2 separate regions of the Mus musculus genome follow, and region 2 is linked to region 1. The links are chromatin contacts, called in public HiChIP or PLAC-seq maps. All regions are on one chromosome and are shown on one strand. Each heading gives the region's core, a stretch centred on a gene start, on an enhancer-like site or on the middle of the called end of the contact. The rest is flanking DNA. Distances are from core to core; before and after follow the strand shown.

What was found. HiChIP or PLAC-seq counts read pairs in DNA pulled down with a chosen protein or histone mark.
Region 2: a contact with region 1 is called in an H3K4me3 HiChIP or PLAC-seq map of embryonic forebrain, with 4 times the contacts expected there. The contact joins the enhancer-like site here to the promoter of 1700012H19Rik in region 1. A contact is called at or near these places in 1 of 39 promoter capture datasets (liver), 1 of 484 Hi-C or Micro-C datasets (embryonic stem cells) and 18 of 115 datasets of contacts at active chromatin or transcription factors (craniofacial prominence, differentiating embryonic stem cells, embryonic basal ganglia and 10 more).

The regions. Positions count from the first base shown.
Region 1 is chr11:112,821,101-112,827,870 of GRCm38.p6, reverse strand. 1700012H19Rik (RIKEN cDNA 1700012H19 gene) reads left to right here and starts at 2,743. Exons shown (of 2, transcript NR_130164.1): 1 at 2,743-2,958; 2 at 4,718-4,906.
Region 2 is chr11:113,161,389-113,168,158 of GRCm38.p6, reverse strand. The region is part of intron 1 of 2610035D17Rik (RIKEN cDNA 2610035D17 gene); the gene reads left to right. All of the region lies in intron 1 of LOC115487747 (a long non-coding RNA gene), which reads left to right. Among named protein-coding and RNA genes, the nearest start is that of Gm39467, 31 kb to the right of the region's middle. Within about 2 kb of position 2,843, at least 86 of the 459 cell types and tissues checked have an H3K27ac peak or open chromatin away from gene starts, as enhancers often do. A contact at or near this core is called in embryonic forebrain, neural progenitor cells, neural stem cells and 2 more, where this site is marked.

The DNA.
Region 1 (6,770 bases), core at 1,494-3,993:
TGCATCCCATCCAACCCCCGAAATGCCCCTGTCTGCTGTGTGGCTGATTCCATGGCCAGGGCTGTAGAGAGCAGCATGCCCCCACTTTTGTATAAGTTGACTCATAAGATTCTTTGTAAAAATGACCTATGTCCCTAGTATACAGAGGGGTGACAATGATGGTATATGCAAAGGTGTGTGTGTGTGGCCCTCAATACATAGTGTCTGAGCTGTGTATATATAAACTTGAGTCACGGTCTGCCTTCATGCTTTGCTGTATTACTACATAGCTGTGAGAGTGGCTTTTACGATCTAATACCCCAGGAGCATGCACTGGAAGGTAGGGCTTTGAGGACCAGCATCCAGGCACACATGTAATGTTTGCATCTCAAGGACTGAAAAGTACCAGGTCTACATATCGGGTTAAGAGGGGCTCTTAGGCGAAAGGAGGTATGGGTTTGCTGAAAGATCAGAACCCCTTTCCCTCTCTTCCTTCCTGCATTAGGCCCCACCCCCACCCGTCAATCTTCTTCCTACCTTGCCTTGTCACACCGTGAACCAAGGGCATAGAACATCTGACCTGACCCTTGTTTACTGCAGCTGAACTGCAACTGTGGCCTCGGAGAAGCCAGAAGGCCTGAATTAAAGGCTGTTACTGAAGCCAGGAGGTTGCAATCAGGAGTTGGCTGGTGAGGCTACGGGTCACCAGCAGGGTCACCCTTGACTTATTTCCATGTCCGCCTGTCCTGTCAGGAGGTCTGAGAGGCACTGAAAGCAAACAGAGCTCGGAGTCCCAATACGAAACAATTTGTGACCTTCTCTGGGGCTAGAGAATTTGTGACATCAACCCCCCGGGGATGCTTGAAACAGTAGAGTACAAATCTTCATTGCTCTGGGCTCCTCTCAACTTCCTGTATGTCTGCAGATCTGTACAAAGCATGTATGTCCTGGTGTGAGCCTGTGACAGTGGAGGGGAGCGAGCTTTCAAAGGAAACAAAAGCTGATAAACATCTTGTGTGTACACTGGGGAATTCATACAGACTTTCCCCCTGTTCTGTCTCTGTGTCCCTTGCTCTTTTGTTGGGAGGCTTGAAGGAGCCATCTTGAATAGCGTGGCTAATAAACAAGCAGATCAGCCTGCCTCCCTGTCACTCAGCTGTCTTGACCAACCAATCACTATCAGATCTGATCAGGGTGGGAGGGCCAGGAAGGAGAACTTGTTTGGAATCAGCCTTGAAGGGGATGAAGGGAACAGCCATTGTCCTCCTGTCTATTTTGCTCTCTGGCCCTGCTTGGCAGCTTCATGCTTGGTGTCATTCTTTGACAGGGGAATCTCCTCTGACTAATGGGTCCTTTAAAGACTGGAAGGTCCCTGCTAGCATTAGGAGCCTCTCCTAGATCTTTAGAAGCTGTCCCTCTGTACTTTTAATATGCATGGTACCTCACCTATTGACTTCATAGAATGGATTGATTTACATATTGCTTTGCATGTGATTTGCATCACATTAGGTTATTCCTTCTTCCAATGAATATTTATCAGCAGTCACATACCATGGAAGATGCTATATAATGTGAACTTCGGAATAAGATGCAAAATCCTCTATGCCAAACCTTTGTCGCTTTTTACTCCCAGCCTCTAGCCTTTTTCCAGCATGCTAATCCATTTCCCCGCCTACTTTTTGGGGGGGACAATTTTTTATTTTTGTGGGGGGAGACAATTTCTTAATAAAAGATGATCTTGAGATAATGGCTGGTACCTGAGAAATCAGAAACACTGGCCCTTCAAGACATTTTCCCAGTAACATTGTGGACTTATTTAGGAGTTTCCTTTTAGATCCAACAGGAGTCTAGTGTCTGGCTTTCATGAGCCTTGGGAACACAGCAGAAGCAACCAGGACTTTATCCCTCTTAATGTTGAAGAAGTCAAAGTGGAGCTATGGATCTTAGGAAGAATGTTCCAAACATTATTTTACAGTTCCTCCTCCCCGAACCTCCACCTTAGACAAGCTTAAGCACAATTGGAAGCTACATGAGATTCGATGCAATGTCTATTTTCCAGATTCTGTTTTGTTCCAGGGCTCTGTTGCCTGAAGGAAGAGACACAGTGAAAAAGTTGCCTGCGAGAGCTCACAGTGTGTCTTCTCCATCCATATGTTACTCTCCTGTATCCATTTGAAGGTGCTGTCCTTGCCTGATGGCCGTGTTATGCCTGTAAGCTTGTACAATGCATCTGTCCTAATTGCTTCAGAGAATCCCCTACTGGCAGATCATGGACCCTGTAGGAGACGATGCCATTGTAGATGTCAGATTGGTCCTGATCTTGCTTTTGCAACAAATCCACTCAGGACGATGAATTGCAGGATCCAAAAGGATGACTAGCAAAGCCCTCTTCCAAATGGCAAGGCTAAGATCTGGCTCTCTCCTTCTCCTCATCACTCCATCTTGGAGTCCTTGGCCTCGAGTCACATGAACCGGAGTTTGCAAGCTGTTTCAGTGGTCCAGCTGCAATGTCACTTCGGCCCTTGTTCCAGGACTCTGTAACAGCACAGCACAATTGTAAGGAAGACTGGGAATTGGGGATAGGTTATGACCAAAATCCTACATACCTCACTGTGGGCCCCAGAGGAGTCATCTTCCATAGCCTTCATTACCTCCTCCACTGAAAAATGGGGATAATGCCCTCTAGACTGTAGGGCTCCTGTGTTAACACTGATAACAATAACACTGACAGAATGTTTAGAATCACCTAGGAAACAGCCTGTTGTCATGACCATGACCATGACCATGACCATGACCATGATGGAGTCTCTAGACTGGGTAAATTCGGGTGGGAAATCCCAATCTAAATATGGGCAGCACCATGGGCTGAAATCCTGGACACAATGAAAAAGAGAAACTACACACTGGGACCAGAAGATCCTGCCATCTAAGATCCTGCCACCCTAAGATCCTGCCATCTCGCCTTCCTCACCGTCACAGGTTGTCTCCCTCAAACCTGAGCCCAAAGAAACCTTTCTGAAGTTGCTTTTGTAAGATAACTTTCTCAGAGCAATGAGAAAATCATCCCATGCCATCTCGTGAGGGTCAAAGAGAATCTACTTCGGAAGGTACCCCTCAACACAGTGCCAGGCACAGACAGGAGCCACAGGAGTGCTCCCCGTTCCTCCTCCCTGCTAGTTTCTTGTTAAGCCCGTAGGGAAAGATGAGGCAGAACGGGTCACAGATGGTTTTAATTGGGTGATCCAGGATATGCAAAGATACCCTGTGGATTCCTGGCCTGTCTTCTCAAGACAAATTAGTACCATGTAACTGTTTGAAAAGAACAGGTTCTCCTAGTCCACTCTGTGTCCTTCCTAAGGTTTTGGGTCTGTGTCATAAGAATAAAGGACACTGCCTATGAACACTAGGATGCTGAATTTTAAAGCCATAGTAGTTGGCTGGATGGCTCTTGTGAGCTGCACAGAGAGAGGGGCAAGAGGCACGGCCTTCAGATTAGGAACCCCGTGCCAGGAGCTGACTCAGTGTGCCTTTGTTTATTGGGGAAGCTGGAGGTGGGTGGAGGTTGTGTGTACAGATGGGCTGTCTCTGACTCAAGTCTCTAAGGTTTGGGAAACACTCTTTGGAAAGGCTTGGCTGACACCTAGGCTGCACATGTCCTGTGACACAGACACAGACGGAGACACAGACACAACACATACAGAGACACAGACAGACACACACACACATACACTAAATAAATAAATGCAATAAAAAATAAGAAGAAAAACATACTATGTGCTACAAATAATACAAATTGAATGGTAGTGGTGGTGGTTTTAAAATTTAATTGTTGGAGATTAGCGAGATGGCTCCGTTTCAAAAAATACTTGCTCCTCTTCTGGAAGAGTTTGGACCTCAGCGCCTACATCAGATAGGGCTTTAAACAACTGCCAACTCCAGGTCCAGGTATCCTGATTCTCTCTGGCAGCATCCAGGGACACCTGCACACACGTGGGGCACCCCCACCACCACCCACACACACATAATTTTAAAAATCAAAATAAATCATCGAAAGAAAATTATCTTTGTGAGAGCTGGGTGTGGTGGCGCACACCTTTAAACCCAGCACTTGCAAGGCAGAGGCAGGGGAAGCTCTGAGTTTGAAGCCAGCCTGGTCTATAAGGTGAGTTTCAGGACAGCCAGATCTGTTACACAGAGAAAGCCTGATATATATATATATATATATATATATAACTAGAAAAAAAGGTATTTGATGGTACAGGGCTAGCTTTGTAAGGATGTTCCCCCTGACTTCTCTGCACTCCCTTCCTTGGCTACTGTCTTAGTCAGGGTTTCTATTCCTGCACAAACATCATGACCAAGAAGCAGTTGGGGAGGAAAGGGTTTATTCAGCTTACACTTCCATACTGCTGTTCATCACCAAGGAAGTCAGGACTGGAACTTAAACAGGTCAGGAAGCAGGAGCTGATGCAGAGGCCATGGAGGGATGTTCTTTACTGGCTTGCTTCCCCTGGCTTGCTCAGCCTGCTCTCTTACAGAACCAAGACTACCAGCCCAGAGATGGCACCACCCACAAGGGGCCTTTCCCCCTTGATCACTAATTGAGAAAATGCCTTACAGTTGGATCTCATGGAGGCATTTCCTCAACTGAAGCTCCTTTCTCTGTGGTAACTCCAGCTGTGTCAAGTTGACACAAAACCAGCCAGGACAGGTACTTACTGAGTTTTCATCCTTCTAGATACAGCACAGCATCAGCAGCTCTGGGCATCAATCAGCTCCACTCCAGACAAGAGGAGTAGAGAACTTCACGGCACCCATGCTCGGCATCCCCTTTTACCAGGACAACAAAAGTCCATTCTAAAACATGAACTAGGAAACAGCCTACAATTGATCTCAAGTGAAGCCAATAAAACCTAGCTTTAGTGTCAAGGTTGGAGTTTCTGAATCCCCTGCCTCTTTCTCTAATACATCTGGGAAATGGAAGAGATGTCTAAAGACAAGAGAAAAAAAAAACAAAAAAACACTATCCAATGTCCAGAGATGCATTTTGCTCTGTTTCAGGCAGTGTGAACTGCTCTGCCACAGCCAGCCACTACATATCTAAAGCCACCCATGTTGAGTTTGCCCAATTTCCAACTTGTGTCCTACAGCTCAGGGACTGATCAGGGCCCCTCAGGATCCAGCGCTGATGCAGTAGTGCCAAGGGCAGGTGTAGGTGGCTGGAAGGTCAATCTGACTAATTATGTTAGGGAATCAAAAGGGTAAAATCAGGTTCCCATGTAGAAATCAGAGTTAACCACACTGTCTAGGACTCGACCAGGTCTCGGCTAGGGGATTTCCACATCTGCTTTAACAGGTATGGGTGAAAACTGACTTCAGTGACTGATGTGTGGAGGAGGGGAAGTGGGTACAAAATCCCGCCCTGACAAGAAGTTAATCGTAACTGATGGCTGCTGGGGGGAGGAAAGCCAGGGTCCCCACACATTAATGGAGTGACACTGGGTATATTAACTCCATTCCAGCCAGGCAGTGGTGGTGCACACCTTTAATCTCAGCACTATGGGAGGCAGAGGCAGGTAGATTTCTGAGATTGAGGCCAGCCTGGTCTACAGAGTGAGTTCCAGGACAGCCAGGGCTACGCAGAGAAACCCTGTCTCGAAAACAAAACAAAACAAAACAAAACAAAACAAAACAAAACAAAACAAAATAAAAAAACCTCCACACCAGGGCAGGCCTGATCCGTAGGAGACTTGGCCAATGTGAATCTGACTATGTTTTTGTTTTTATTTTTTTGAGAGAGAATTTGAAGTTGGGTAGGTGGGCAGGTAAGGAAGAAATCTGGAAGGAGTTTAAGGGGGGCATGATCAAAATAAATTGTATAAAATTCTCAAAGAATAAATAAAAACTTTAAAAACCCTGTTTTGGGTCATTGCTTCATTCAGCTACTAAAACATTAGTTTTTTTTTTTTTTCTTCTCCCTTCTGTATTCTGTGATAATAGAAATGAAAGCTCAAGAATTGTAAAGAATCATTCAAAGATACCCAGTACAACTCTATTTTTTAAAAGTGACAACTTTTATTTTGTAATACCCATGGCACATATCCAATAGTAAGGCTCACTGCAGACATTGCTAATCACCAGGAATATTTCACCATTCCTACGGCAGACATTGCTAATCAACCACAGATGATCTTATTCTGATTTATGACTTCATCATTTACATAAAATGCATTAGGAATCAACCACCAACCCACTCGGTTTACTTGCTGACTTTCAGTAGAAGCTATGTGATACATGTTGGTCAGCAAAATCTCTCAGCCTTACTGAAATAGATCTTAAAATTAAGACAGGATTACGGTTTTCTAAGGTGAAGAACTTACATTCAAATATATTTTATTTCCGCCTCACATCATCAAAATTTCTCCGGGAGGCTATGAGGTCACAGACTCTGTGGTACCGTCCTGATTGCCTTGTGATGCTATAAGCTGCACGGCTTAGGCATTGACCTGACTTGGGCACCACAAATGAAGAAACGTCAAAGGTGGGTGTGGTGGCGCACACCTTTAATCCCAGCACTTGGGAGGCAGAGACAGGTGGATTTCTGAGTTCTAGGCCAGCCTGGTCTACAGAACCAGTTCCAGGACATCCAGGGTGACACAGAGAAACCCTGTCTTGAAAAACAAAAACAAAAAACAAAAAACAAAAACAAGTGACAGACACACAGACAGAGAAGTTAGTGGGCCAAGTACTTCAATGGAGACACAGCTTAGAAATTCAATGTGTGAGCCTGA
Region 2 (6,770 bases), core at 1,594-4,093, 340 kb before region 1:
ACATCATGCAGGACTTACAGGAGGAGGTGACATTTGTTTGGGGTTTTGAAGTTGACATGCAGAAAGAGGGAAAGGGGAAGGGTGACCTGACAGACGCCCTGTTTGGGGAGTTGGAATGTTGAGGATAACGTTGGGGGAAGGTAGATGAAGTGGGTACAGGGTCTGATGATCTCAACCTCTGTGGCAGAGCTGGAACTGCAAACCAGCAGGAGAGGGTAGCGCGGGACCAAGCCAGGTTTTGAGCAGAAAGTAGCAAGATCTGAGATAATTGAGGTGGGGTCAACGAGGGGAGGTGTTACTGTACTGGAAAAGCTGGTCAGAGGTCCAAGAGCCAGACTAGCAACCCATCAAGGCAGGGAGGGGCGATTCTAGTGCTTCTGGGTCCAGGGAGATGGCTGGACCCACCTAGCAAGGAAGGGGTGGCGTGGGCAAGGTCAGCTTTAGAGAAGGTGCATTCTGGGCGATCTCATCCTACAGGGCGCAGACCAGACGGCGAGGTGACTGAGGGCCTAGGACTGAGGGACAGACCCAGCTCGGGGCCTGATAAGGCAGCCGTTGGGAGCCCTGTTCTGCACCAGCATCCCGCTAAACCTTGACATTACACGTCCCTCAGCTTCGGTCCCTCAGCTTCGTCCTGCTGAGTGGTCCCCATTATGTGGAGAAGCCAGAGAGGGTGTCTAGACAGCAGACGCTCATGTGATACTTCATGAGGGCTCGGATGAAGCCCAGCCTGTAGCTGTCTTTGTCACCGTGGTCTGACTTCCCTGCTGCGCACTGGCAGTTTATGAAGCAGGTGACTTGTGAGCATAGAGCATCCACAAAAGTGAGAAGGAGACAAGGAAATGTTATGTCGCTGTGTTCCGAGGCTTCCGAGAACAGCTGTTTCTGGGAGATGGCTCGGTGGGTAAAGTGTTGGCTCTGGAGGCAGGAGGACCCAGCCAGAGCCCTAAGATCTGCTTAAAAGCCAGGCAAGGCAGGGTTATGCTCTTGGCTGCTGTAATACCAGCACTGGGGAGGCAGAGACTGGACACATCACACACACACACACACACACACACACACACACACACACACACACACAACGAGCTCACTGGCCAGCCAGCCTAGGAAAATCGGTGAGCCTGCTGGTTTACTAAGAGACCCTTATCTCAAGAACCAAGGCAGAGATCAGCAGAAGAAAATGCCCAAAGTGGACTTCTGTCCTCCACACACGCAGGCACACACGCAGGCACACACGCCCCCCCCCCAACACATGTATACACTCGCACAAGCATGCAAGTGTGTTTCTGCAAGTGGGAATGTCAGAGCTATGAGCCTCCAGGGGAGGGAGGGTTGAGAACAGTTTCTTTGTATCTGGCAGTTGGGGTGTCATTGAATAACCTTGAGTCCTGGCAGCTCCAAGGGCGAGCTGGGCACGCTGGCCTGGAAGTCAATTGCAGAAGCCAGAGCAGGGAGGGGCCCATGCAGAAGGTGCTTCCGGGAGGGAGGCCTAAGATTGGTGTGGGAGTGAAGCTAGAAAGGGCAGGGTCCACCCTGAAGGCCTCAGCCCCTCACCTGCACAATCTCTCATGCCCAAACCTAGCTAGGCATTTCTAGCCAGCTCTGTCTGCAAAGATGCCCCTCCCTCTTGAAAAATGTGCACATCTCTGTCTGATAAAACCTTGTTCCCCCTGGAGGGAGAGAAAGGAGGGAGGGAGGGAGGGAGGGAGGGAGGGAGGGAGGATGGCGTCTGGAGGCAGGAAGCCAGTGTTGGAATCCAGGCCTGGCTTTGTCCCTCTCCAATGGGCAGCTAGGGGTAGGGTGTTTCATTTCTGGGTTCTGCCTTTCCTATAGAAAAAGATCATAAAAAGAACCCATCTCCTAAGGTTGTGGTGAAAGCTGAACAAGGTCCTGTGTGCAGTGGAGCCAGCACTAGGACAGAGATTGCATGTGCAGAGCCAGCACTAGGACAGAGGGCGCCCCACTGTTCTGTCCGCCTTTACACAGCACTGCCCCCTCTCATGTCTGCAACTCTATTTTCTGCTGGAAACGGTATCAGAATATATTAAGTAGAAAATTTCAGAAATAAAGAATTTGTAAATATTGAGTGATTTTTTTAACACCCCCCCCCCAGTGTATTGTTATAATTATTCTGGTTGTTTAATAGTTATTGATAATCTCTTAATTTGCTTTTCATACTAAATTCTATCATAGTTATAAATGTGCAGGAAAATAATATAATTAGGTCTTCAGATATACACTGGTCTGGAACACTCCTCTATTTGCAAAGTATGTGTTTTTATTTTTGTGTTTTGAGTCCTTCTTGGACTGTAATTTGACTCCAAGGACCAGATCTGTCCCAGGAGGCACTTGGAATTAAATGCTGAGTTCCAGAAGGGAGTGTTAAAGCCATGGCCTGTCAGGGCTGCAGGCGGCAACTCCCACTCGGAGGCTCCATTCCTTCCCACAGCCTGGACTCGCAGCTGCCTTGCTGTCTCTCTGTTGCCCCATCCCTGCATAATTCAGGCAGGCTGATAGGCCTGCTACTCAGGTGGTGCCCTCTCTGCCCCATAGCTCTTGAGAAACCTGTAGGCTCTGAGCACATTGCTAGAGGAGAGGGCGGTGCCTGGGTTATGACCTCTCTCAGAGTTGGAACAGGGTCTCCGAACATCCTCCAGGGCAGATTCCAGGTCAGCCCTGGAGGGTGTCGCATGCCTTGACAGATGGTGTCCGGCTGTAGGCTCCTGCCCCACGTCCTGGAATGAAGGCTTGGCAGCCCTGTTTTCTCCAGGGACAGTTGACACTGGGAACCCTGGACATTGTCCCTGAGCTCAGGGCATGCGTCTCGCGACCATTCGCAAACTGACCACTTGATGGCGCTGTGGCTCCACCGTGTGCCTGCTTTCTCCTCCGGGCCCCTGGCTGAGCTGCAGTGGTCATCCAGGCGCCCGACTGTGCCCTGGCTGCTGGTGGGGCGCAGCGCCTGACGCCTGCCCGTTCTGCTTGAGCACAAATGCAGAGCTCAGAGCTAGTTTCTCCTGCAGCGAAGGAAGTTTGGGGTGTTGGTATTGTGTTCTGTGCTGTGTGTTCCTGCAGCTTCCCCAGCAGCGGGTCAGACGCCCTAGTGTGCTAAAGAACGGTTTAGAGCCATCTGCATCCTGACCTGGTGGTGATCACTGTCTTTGGGGCAGAAGTGATAGCTAGTCTGAACTCTTGTCTAGAGTTTGTACTTAGGAGAGAAAGCTAGCTAAACACAGAATGGAAGAAGGGTAGGAAGAGGAGGAAGAAGAGGAAGAGGAGGAGGAGAAGGAGGAGAAGGGGGGGGCGGGGGAAGAAGAGGAGGAAGGAGGAGAGATTGGAAACTCTTTCCTAGATGAGCTTTGCAGTCATTCTGTGTCAAACCCTTCAAGGGGCGACCGAAAACAAAGAGCCTCCGTGAGTTTGCCTTAGAAATAGTTCTCTCCGAGGTCTATTCTGGTTGCACAAATGTGTACCCCTTCCACCCCTGAGCAGGGTCACTTCATTCATTCCGTTTTCAGTGCACACCCACTCACTGCGGAGCCAAGGGGTTTCCTCACAAGCTTGTTTGTAGATGTTGTTTTAAAAGCACGTCCTTCTTTGGGGTTTCTGTACGCAGAGGCAGGGGTTTGGGTCACCCGGGTCTCACTGAAGCTATGGTTTGGGGGGGGGGGAGGGGGGCGGGGGGCGTTTGGAAGAAGGTGATAAGATTGTCTCTTACAGGGAAAGCCAAATGAAGAGCTAAGCTCCTGATTGGAAGTGCTTTCCTTTTTGTAGCTCCATTTAAGACCAGGACTGTTCTCAGGAAAACAGAGTAGGTTCTGAGTTCAGGCCTCTCTTCTGGGGCTCCTCTCCCAGAAGCCCTCTGTCTCTGTGGAGGTCAGAGCCTTTCCCAGCTGCCTGGGCCAGTGACTGAGAGGCGAGTCCCAGGGGTCACTGCACCAGACCCTTGCCCCCCTGGAACAAATGCAGCCGGCTGGTGGGGGTGGGGGTGGGGGCTGGGGGCTGGGCTGCTCCTCCTAGATCTGCCTGCCCCTAGGGCCAGGCACAGTGTGGGGCCTGAGCTAGACTTGTCCAGAGGCAGGCAGGGCTAAGGGAGGTTGTGACCCCACCCCAGCTGGGGAGGGCAGTGGGAAAGGAGGAACCTGGAGAAGCTGTCCTAGCCAAGCAGGCTAACTCCCAGCTTCCCCTGGGCCAGAGGGCCCCCTGTCGCCTGGCAAAGGACAATTTGTACTTTTATTCTTACGCTATCCTAAGGCTCACTCACCTGCAAGTGTACTATCTGGTGCCTCACAGAGGCTCAGGAGTTGTGTGGCTTCTCAAAAAAGAGAAAGGAGACCACGGAAAGAGAGGCAGGAACGGAAAGGAGACCCACCATCAGTCACTGCAGCACGTGGACCCCCATGATAGCCCAGGAAAGCCCAGCGTGTCCGCTGTGTCCACACGGCCCCGAGCAGCTCTGTGCGAATGTGGCTCTTCAGCCATGCAGAGCTCTTGATTACCAAGACAGGAACTCACAGACACTCACAGTTCAGGTTTCAAGATGGAATACATCCATTTCAGTTACAGGGTGTGTGTGAAGAGCATGGAGTTGGTGGCCAGTCTCTTCCCTATATTAGAGTTCTGGAATCCATCTTGAGTTGGTTTTTGTCTACGGGACGGAGTTTCCTAAAAGACCATTGGTTACAGAAGTGCTTCCTGTGAGATAAGAGCTTTGCTTCGGTCTTGCTGTTTAGTCCTCCCAAGACCCCAGCAACTCCCTTGTGGTCACCTCTGGATGCCTGTGACACTGAGGCCCTGACCGACAGCTCTCTGCCTGATCAAGCAGATGTGACATCTGAGAGCCAGACTCGAGGCCCTGCTGCAAGGCCTCCATTGCCTTCCTCATGCTACCCTACCTCGTGTGGTCTGAGTCGGAGCCTTGTGGCTTTCTCCTCTGGTCATGGGTGGCTCTTCCCACTCAGACTCTGTGCGAGAAGCTACCCTGGAGGTTTGGACAGAGGAAGTTCAGGGGCATTCATCAAGGAAACCTCAGTTTGGGATATATGCCCTGCCAAGGTGACATGTGCTCTGTGTGTGTGTGTGTGTTCTACTGTGTCTTACCTGTGCTAGTGAATACCATTATTTTCAGGTACATGTATGTTTTGTGGGTGGTTTGCATGTGTGTGTGTGTGTGTGTGTGAGAGAGAGAGAGAGAGAGAGATAGAGAGAGATTGTCTGTATCTGTGTCTCTTTCTCTCTCTGACTCTGTGTGTGTGTGTGTGTGTGTGTGTGTGTTTACAAGCCTTATTCTGGGAATTGGAAGCTAGGAGATGTAACCAGGCAGAGGGTAGAGAACTTTTCTAGGCAGGTGGAGCTGTGGGGAGGAGAAGAGGCAGCCGCCAGGTCAGGCCAGGGCAGATGCAGGTCTTGGGTAGCTTCTGGGGCATCCCGCCTGACAGCGCTTGTCTGCTGAGGCTCCCCAGATGTCTTTCAAGAAGAAAAAGTCCTTTCATTGGAGAGGCTTCACAGGGCAATGCCTGAGGTGACACTTGGGTGTGAATGAGCTTCAGTCTGAAGTGCCATCCATCAGGGGAACACGAATGACTCAGCCCCTTCCACTTGGGAAGGGTGAAGATGGTACTGAGTGACAGCTATGGGTGGGCCATGAGAGGAAGCAGCCCCACAGCTCCACAGCCCCACAGTCTGAGGGACCGGCTTTGGAAGCTTGGTGACCACATTTGCCCTCTTCTGGGTCAGGTGTCCAAGGGGAGGGGCTTTTGGTAGACTGCTGTCAACCACAGCTGTCTGAGTCTCTCCACTGGCCGCCACTCCTGCAGGACTTGCTAACCAAGGCTGTCTCTTTTGCACTGTTTGACAAAGCACGGGAGAGAGTGGTCTATTTTATAGTTTTGATTGTGAGTCTAACCTCTAGTGGCTAAGCCATCCCTCCAGCCCTATGGTCTATTCTTAATGACATACACACTTGTTATAAAAGAGTCAGTCTCCATGGAGACAGGAACCATTGGAAGCCAGGGCTTAGGCTAGGCAATTGATCCCCGAATCACCACTGGGACTGGTCTCCATCTTTGTGTACCAAGAGATAGTCGCCCCCCCCCCCCCGTTAGCTCAGCTCTGCCCTGCAGATAACTCTACAGCTATCCTTTTAGGAGCAAGCGTCTCCAGATGATGCCAGCATATCCTGTCTGTCTGGGGTGAGGAGCCGATGCTTCAGGGTCACATGGAAACTCCTCCCATGTGCCTGGCTATGAGACCTTGGTTACATCCTTGGGTGTGCCCTCCTGGGAACAACCTGGCTGTGGGTGGGGCCCATCTGTGGTAAGAACAGCTCTTTGTGAAGCGTTGAGGAAGACTGTCCTTAGGGGTCTTTGGGTCAGGATGCTATAAATGACTGTCCATGCAGATGTCCCCCTCATCCACCAGGACACAATTCAAGACCTCTGTGGACACTTGGAACTGTGAACAATACTGAACGCTACTGGTCCAATATTCTTCCTGGACACACGTACTTCCGATAAAGCATGCTGTCTGGATGCCAGAGATGAACATTAGTTTGACATCAGAACAGTTACAGTAGCGCCGTGGGATAGCAGAAGTTATGTGGATGCCATCTCTCTCCGAAGGTCTTACTGAGCTATAGTGCCCCATCTTCTGTTGACGATCTGGCATCCACATCTATTGATGATGAGGTGCCGTGAGGTAGATGGCGTGAGTATGTGGTGTGACGTTAGCCTTCTGCCAATGTATAGTGAGCTTATGGGTAGCGGTGATGG